Linked DNA regions of Mus musculus: region 2 is linked to region 1. The links are chromatin contacts, called in public promoter capture Hi-C maps. All regions are on one chromosome and are shown on one strand. The core of a region is the stretch at or near the end of the contact, and the rest is flanking DNA. Distances in the headings are between cores, read along the strand shown. Region 1 holds the start of Cd2ap (CD2-associated protein). Region 2 holds the start of Adgrf4 (adhesion G protein-coupled receptor F4).

What was found. Promoter capture Hi-C pulls out the DNA fragments that hold promoters and counts their contacts.
Region 2: a contact with region 1 is called in a promoter capture Hi-C map of second pharyngeal arch cranial neural crest. The contact joins the promoter of Adgrf4 here to the promoter of Cd2ap in region 1. A contact is called at or near these places in 3 of 39 promoter capture datasets (cranial neural crest, frontonasal cranial neural crest and second pharyngeal arch cranial neural crest) and 2 of 484 Hi-C or Micro-C datasets (the G1E-ER4 cell line and the N1E-115 cell line).

The regions. Positions count from the first base shown.
Region 1 is chr17:42,874,557-42,877,850 of GRCm38.p6, forward strand. Cd2ap (CD2-associated protein) reads right to left here and starts at 1,868. Exons shown (of 18, transcript NM_009847.3): 1 at 1,757-1,868. The coding sequence starts at 1,760.
Region 2 is chr17:42,690,417-42,693,802 of GRCm38.p6, forward strand. It overlaps Adgrf4 (adhesion G protein-coupled receptor F4), which reads right to left and starts at 1,868. Exons shown (of 10, transcript NM_030067.2): 1 at 1,650-1,868.

The sequences.
Region 1 (3,294 bases), core at 618-3,117:
GAACCTGAAGAGAAGAGACAGAGACAGAGACAAAGACAGGGAGAGGAGGTGAAGAGACAGAGACAGAAAGAGAGAAGGAGAAGACCTTATACTCAAGTATAGACCTACTGATTTTCCCCTATGCAAAAATCACAAATTTAAATGATCTCCACGGTTTAAAAGAGAGAGAGAGAGAGAGAACGGGGAAGGTGAAAGGCGATACTAATCATAGTTTCAAGCCCATCGGATAACCAGCAGTTCCAAGGACGGGTACTTAAAATAACTGCAAACTGCAAAGAACTGTCTGTTGTTTAGCACCTGGTCCAACAGTATACAAGATCCAAGGTGGTTAAAAGGGCTCACAGCAACTCAAAGTCACAAAATGATGACTCTGGACCATCAAAAGATGTTTAATTACATTCTGCATCCTGACTTAAGACAGATAAGAATTGTATACTTAATTTTAGCTTTTCATCCCAATCAGTTAAGCTAGCTTTTGATGCTTTAGAATAAGCCTGCAATTACCCCGTAAACTCAACTAATCAAGTGGAAAGGAATTCATTTCAAAGTCCCTAACAGCAAATGTTTGTCTCCTGAGTCAAAAAGCACTTGGTGTATAAAAGGTACACAAAGCAGGAGGGAAGCGGAGGGAGAATAAAATTAGAAGCTCTAAGAAAACAGAATAGCCAGTGTCTGTAAACACTAGCTAAATTTGTCTCCCACAAAACAAAGTGTGGGCACGGGGTGCCACATCAGCAGAGCTCCTGTTTTTGTTGGGCTTCTAAATCATCCGCTAGTTTCCTGAATTATTAATTTCAGTAATGGTTTTAAGCAGCATCGACTCTGGAGTGAGAACGTGATAATGTCTTTCTGATTTATACCACAAAACCAAATACTGGTCTTACACTTTTTGCCTTGTGGTAACACCAAGCTGGGGGCGGGGGGGCGGGGGAGAAACATACTTTTACTTTACTTTTAAATTATAACCATTCGAGGGAGCTCGTGTCTAGCCCAGACGCAACTTATCAAAAGAACTGTTACACCACTGAACAAAACTCCTTTTCAAAGAAGTCCGCTGCGACGCTTGCTCTCTCTCTCTCTGACTCCAAACGAAAACCTGAAGAACGCACAGAAAAACAACCTTGTGGCCCCGGTACTTTTGCTCGCCTCCAAGAAGGAAGTCTCCCTCCAAACAGGAAACAGCAAACAGCTCCTCCAGAGGTTCCAACTGGGAATCCTAGAATAACCGAACCCCTAACCCAGTCCTCAGGAGGAGGAAATTCGCCGCGCTGCTAGGTGCCAACACACCTGACAAGGCAGACGACGAATACCAGGAAAAACGATTTCAAAAAACTGACCCACGAAAAGAGGAAGGGGAGAGAAGTCACAAATCACTGCCAAAAAGCCCAGCCGATCGCAAAGAGAATTAAGTTTCTTCCTGTGCTTCCAATTCTCTATGACAAAATGTCTGTGTGTGTGTGTGTGTGTGTGTGTGTGTGTGTGTGTGTGTGTGTGCGCGTGCATAGTAGATGTGGGGGTGTGAGTGCATTCTTTTTTAAACCAATCTGTACCAAGCCACCGAGTAGCAGAGCTGCAAGTGCCACTTTCTCAAGTTCGCGATCGCCCTCCCCCATGGAAGTCAGGGGCTCCCAGAGGGCGCAGGGCAACGGGTCACGGGTTCGAGCCCCGCTGTCCCGCACAAGGACCGACGAGGGGAGAGCCCGATTGGAGCCGACCCGCGTGCGAGGAGCCCAGTGGCCGGCGCGGTAGTGCTTACCCATGCTGCGGCTCTGGCGGGGAGAGCGCGGCCCCGCGGCCCCTTCTGTGCACCGGCTCAGGCGCGGCGGGGAAGCGACTCCATCCGCCCGCGGCGCGCTTGGCCGCTCCTCACGCCCGGCCTCGGCCGCAGCCCCGGCAGGCGGGGGTGGGAGGGGGGGTGGAGAACGGGGTCCGCGCCTGAGCACAGGGCGCACTCAGCCACGCTCCCGGGCCGCTTCCGCTCGCAGCTGGCTGAGGCACTTGGCGGGGTCTCGCACGGTCAGCCCGCACCCGCTCCCTCGGAGGCGGAGCGCGCCACGCTCGAGAACGCGGTGGCAAGCCACGGGCCCAGTGTGAAGAGAGTCGGGACCCGGCTGGGGCGAAATCTCGCGAGAACGATCTGGGATTCCCGGCCACGCCCCCTGCGGCCCCCGCGCGCGCCACCCAGGCTCCGGCAGCTGGTGCCAGGTGCGGTGACGTCACGCGGGGGCGCGCGCCACCATCCTCCAGGTGTGGCGGGCTGCGGGCACTTGGTCTCCCTGGGGTGTACGACACAGCTGGCTGCCCGGCCCATACAGATACCAAAGGGGTTCTGCAAAATGAGCCCCGGTTACCCCACTTTCTTTTTTCTTTCTTTTTTATTTATTTTTTTTTTTTGCAAAGGTGTCGCTTGTGAGAGATCTAAAAGAGAACAGCTATGGGAGCGAGAACTTCGAAGTTCAAGGCGGGGTCCCCTTCCCCCCCCCGCAAATGTGGGGACCCCACAGTTCACCTACAGAGTTCCCTGCGGGTCAAAAGCAATGTTTTTCTTTGGGGTGGGTGAGAAACGCAGTGAATTTTTCATAGGCATACATTATTGTATTCCTTGAGTCTCTTGTTGGCCAAAGATGACTTCCTACACCCTCTTTTGAAATAGAAATCGTTCTAAATTAGGCATCGTGGTTTGAAACATTGCCAGGCATTATTTTTTTTTTCCTCTAGAGTCAATATGAAGGCCGGCGTAGGATTATTGTAATCAAACACGAGCTTTCTTCAACTTATTGACAAATTTAATTAATATGACCTTAATTTTCCTCCCCTCCTATTTGAAAAAGTCAACTTCAAGGCCTGAGCAAGTATGGGGGAGCAACGTGTTGACTGCCAACTATTGTGCCTAGTGTTGGTTTTTTGTTTTTTTTTTTTTTTTCAAGAAATTACGCCTTTGAATTCTCACAGCTACCGGACACTTAAACTGCTTTGCCCGTTGGAACCAGGCCGACTTGGGTCTCTGAAACTCAGCTCTGCCGTTTATTTTTTTGTAGGTCCCTGGGTGAATGAACCTGACTGGAGCTTTAGCAGTTAATGTGTTAAAAGAAATGTTTATTTACAGTGTAGAACAAGAGTAGAGACTTTGTAAATAGCCATTCCCACTCCCTCCTATAGCCCCGCTTTGAGCATCTTTCACTACTCCTAAAAAGATTGCCAATGGTGAATTCTGAAGCAAAACTTGTAGAAACAAGTGGATAAAACAGTTGCAATTAGTTCTGTGCAAGAAGAAACAAGGAAAACATTTCATTT
Region 2 (3,386 bases), core at 618-3,117, 180 kb before region 1:
AGAAGAAAAGGGAGGGGAAGGGAAGGGAGGGGAGGGAATCGAAACAGGATGAGAAGGCAGTGCCATTAATATGCATGTGTCTCTGCGCTATCTCCATTTTAAGATAAGGATCATGAAACCCTGACCCTCTGAAAAGACCAGAAGAGCCCTGTGTTCCTCAACACTTCCTCCTATTTGTTCTATTTGTTCTATGCTCTCTGTACACAGAACCCAGTTTCTGAGTGAGATGTAATTCCAAACGATAACCAGTCTGTCTGGGTCCTGGAACGCGCTCCTGTCACTTGCTGGGTGAAGCTACAGGATGAGTCACACACATGGAGGTGCTCCTCACACGTCTCAACACGCCAGGTGAGAGCCAGCATCGGGCTCCCAAGGAAAATAAGAAAAGGTCAGGCCAAGAATTGTCCTGTAGACCGTGGTGAAGAACTACTACGTGAGCTCTCACTTGTCTGTTCTCTCCTCTCCAGGGATGTACACAGGGTGAGAGGGGCACACATTCCTGCTTGTGTAGACAACTGGCTTCATACTCCTTAATCCATCCTACTGTCTTATGGGAATGACTAATTCAGAAAGGTTAACTGGAGAATGAGGAATTCAAGAGTGAGGGGTGTGTGTGTGTCTGTCTGTCTCTGTCTGTGTGTGTGTGTGTGTGTGTGCACATGCACTCACCTAAGCCTAATTCAATAACTGTATATTTTACTCTACTCGTGTAATTGCAACTTTGATTATAACATCGGATGGCTAAGTAAGTTGTTTCTATCTTGACCTCAGTCATTGAATCTACAGGCTCACTTTTACTGACTTAGTGGTTCTCTTTCAGCATGGATGAGGTGTGGAGCCTTGGTGGAAAGGCATCTACAGAGAACTACTAGAACAGAATCAGACCCATCTCTTCTTGCTTATTTTAAATGATTTGCCCCCATTGCTTTGTAGCTGGATTCCAATGCTGGTGGCTCCCAAGAATCACAAAAGTTCAGAGTTGAAAGGCATTTTCATTGCGCCCACTATCTTAATACTTTAATAATTATAACGTAATTAATAGTGCTGGTGATATCTCTGTTCTATGGAGGAAACTCACCGGAGTACTGCCCCTAAACATATAGCCAAAAAATAATAACACCCAATGAATCAAGAGTCTAAGTCTCCTGCATCCAGAGCACAGGCCTGCAAGCAGCCCACACTGACCACTCACACCAGAGTGATGCTTTAGGAAGGGTTTGCAGCAGTAACAGGAAGTAGTGTTTTCCTTTACCTTGCTTTAAAGACAATTTGGCAGGTTAACGAGAGGAAGAAAACAGAATGTTCAAGCTTTGCATTCCAGCTAAAGGAAGAGAACTGAAAGTTATCTGGCATGAAGTCAGTGCAGAGGCAGTAAGTTCGGTTGCCTGACAGGGCGTTTGATGTTTTCACTCCGAGGAGTGAGCAATTCTAGCCTGGCAGATGACTCCATGAAGAAAAACAAATATCAAATAGACATTCTAACTTTGAGGTTAGTCAAGTTTGAAAAAGCATTAAGGAGGAGACACTACAGAGTCAAGTACTCCAGAAAACTCTAGCCCAACCACATATCTACCCCGTTCTGGAACAGGTGCAGAAAACAATCAGCTCCTTATTTTAGGAAAGGCTAATACCATGGGCCATGTACTCACGCATCCAGGAAGTAGATCTAGCAGCCCAGAGACCGATAGTCACCTAGCAGGAAAGTCAGCATTGAACTCCCTACGATGGTGCCTCACCATCACGTCTCGGCGCTGAAACCCTTCAGCCCCCTTCAGTGATAGCAGCCCGACTCCATCTTTTGAAAAGGAAGTCCCGAAGGCCCGGGTGAGAAGCAACTGCCTGTAATGAGAAGCCAATCTGGCCACTGCAAAGCAGCCCACAGCTTCGAGGATTGTGTAAGGCTGTGATTCACCCCCACAGTGGGTCTGTCAAGCACGCCTAAGAGAAATTACAGGTTTCTCTTGTCTGAAGTGAATCCATTAAAGTGAGTCACTTGTTTGCCCTTCGGTTCTTCATCTTTATCTCAGATGATCACAGGAGAGTCTGTGTTGTATCTTCTCTGGTGTAATTAGAACAGGGGTGACAACATGCAAACTTGTGCCACCATTGTTTATGGTTTTAAAGGACTATTGTTGCATTTTACCTGTAACTATGAATTTGGAGAAAACCATACTGAGAAAGTGGCCAGGAAATTATGAGCTAGTCTCTACTTTGGCGCCAGAGGGATTTGTGGCTCATTCTTTCTTTTTTTTTAATTTATCTGTCTTCTTATTCAATTGTGTGCCTGGGTGCCAAGGCACATGTGGAAGTCGGAGAATGACTTGCAAAAATCACAGGACCCTGGGATCAAACTCAGGTCATCAGGCTGGCCAAAATGACAAGAACCTTTACCCATTGAGCTGTCTTGACAGCTGTATTTACTTATTCTGTTATTTCTAAGGAATGAGATGAGAACTTCTTTTGCAGCCTCTCCATGCCAATGGGTAATGACGAGCCAGAAAGTAGTGTCCACCTGCAGAGAATTTCACTTGACCTAGCTTCAGTTTAAATGGATCTCCTCACCACCAGAGTCCCACATATTCTAATTCTGATGTTTCTTCTCTGCAAGCCTTCTTCCAAGGGCTACTGTAACTCCCCACTTAGAAGTTATAGTGGAGCAGGGTGGGAAGGTGAACAAAGAGAACGAAGCAAGAGGAACTTGTTTTACATAACTTATGGTAATGCAGGTCAAGGAAGCAGCATTTGTAGAAATGGGTCAGTTCTATGTAGCTCACTCATTAAGTACCAGGCCATTTGGGACGGTGGGGGGTAGGGTGGGGGGAACAGTCTCAAGCGGTTGTGTAATCAAAGAGTTTTATTGGACATACATATTTACTGAACATATGCTACGTGTAAGTCACGTGGTTGCCTTATCAGCAGGCATAAGGACATTACAAAGTGGTTATCAAAGGTAAAGCCAATCAATTCCTAAAGACTCACAACAATAGCTGATAAATAAAAAGAGGAAAACAAACAGACCAAAAAAAAAAAAACAATATGGCACAGCAACTACTAGTGGTAAGAGAAGAGCACCGTTTGTAAATGTTCTAAGAAACTGTGTTGAGGAATCAACCAGGGAGGACTGCTCAGAGAAGGCAAAAAGTAAAACCAGGCGTGGAAACACCACAGAATGTCACATGGAGTCACATGGTAGGATCTCTTCCGCAAGAGCGGAACTCTGCATTCCAGTTGGCAACCCTAGATAGCAGGCTCACTCCATGAGCCTCAGTAGGTTTTCCTTGCTCGAAACCCTGTTACACACACAAAATCAGATGCTTCGTGGTTTTGTTTAGAAGTCAATGAATTTGTTCCTATGAGGAGATGGTCATTCAAACTGATGCCAGAGG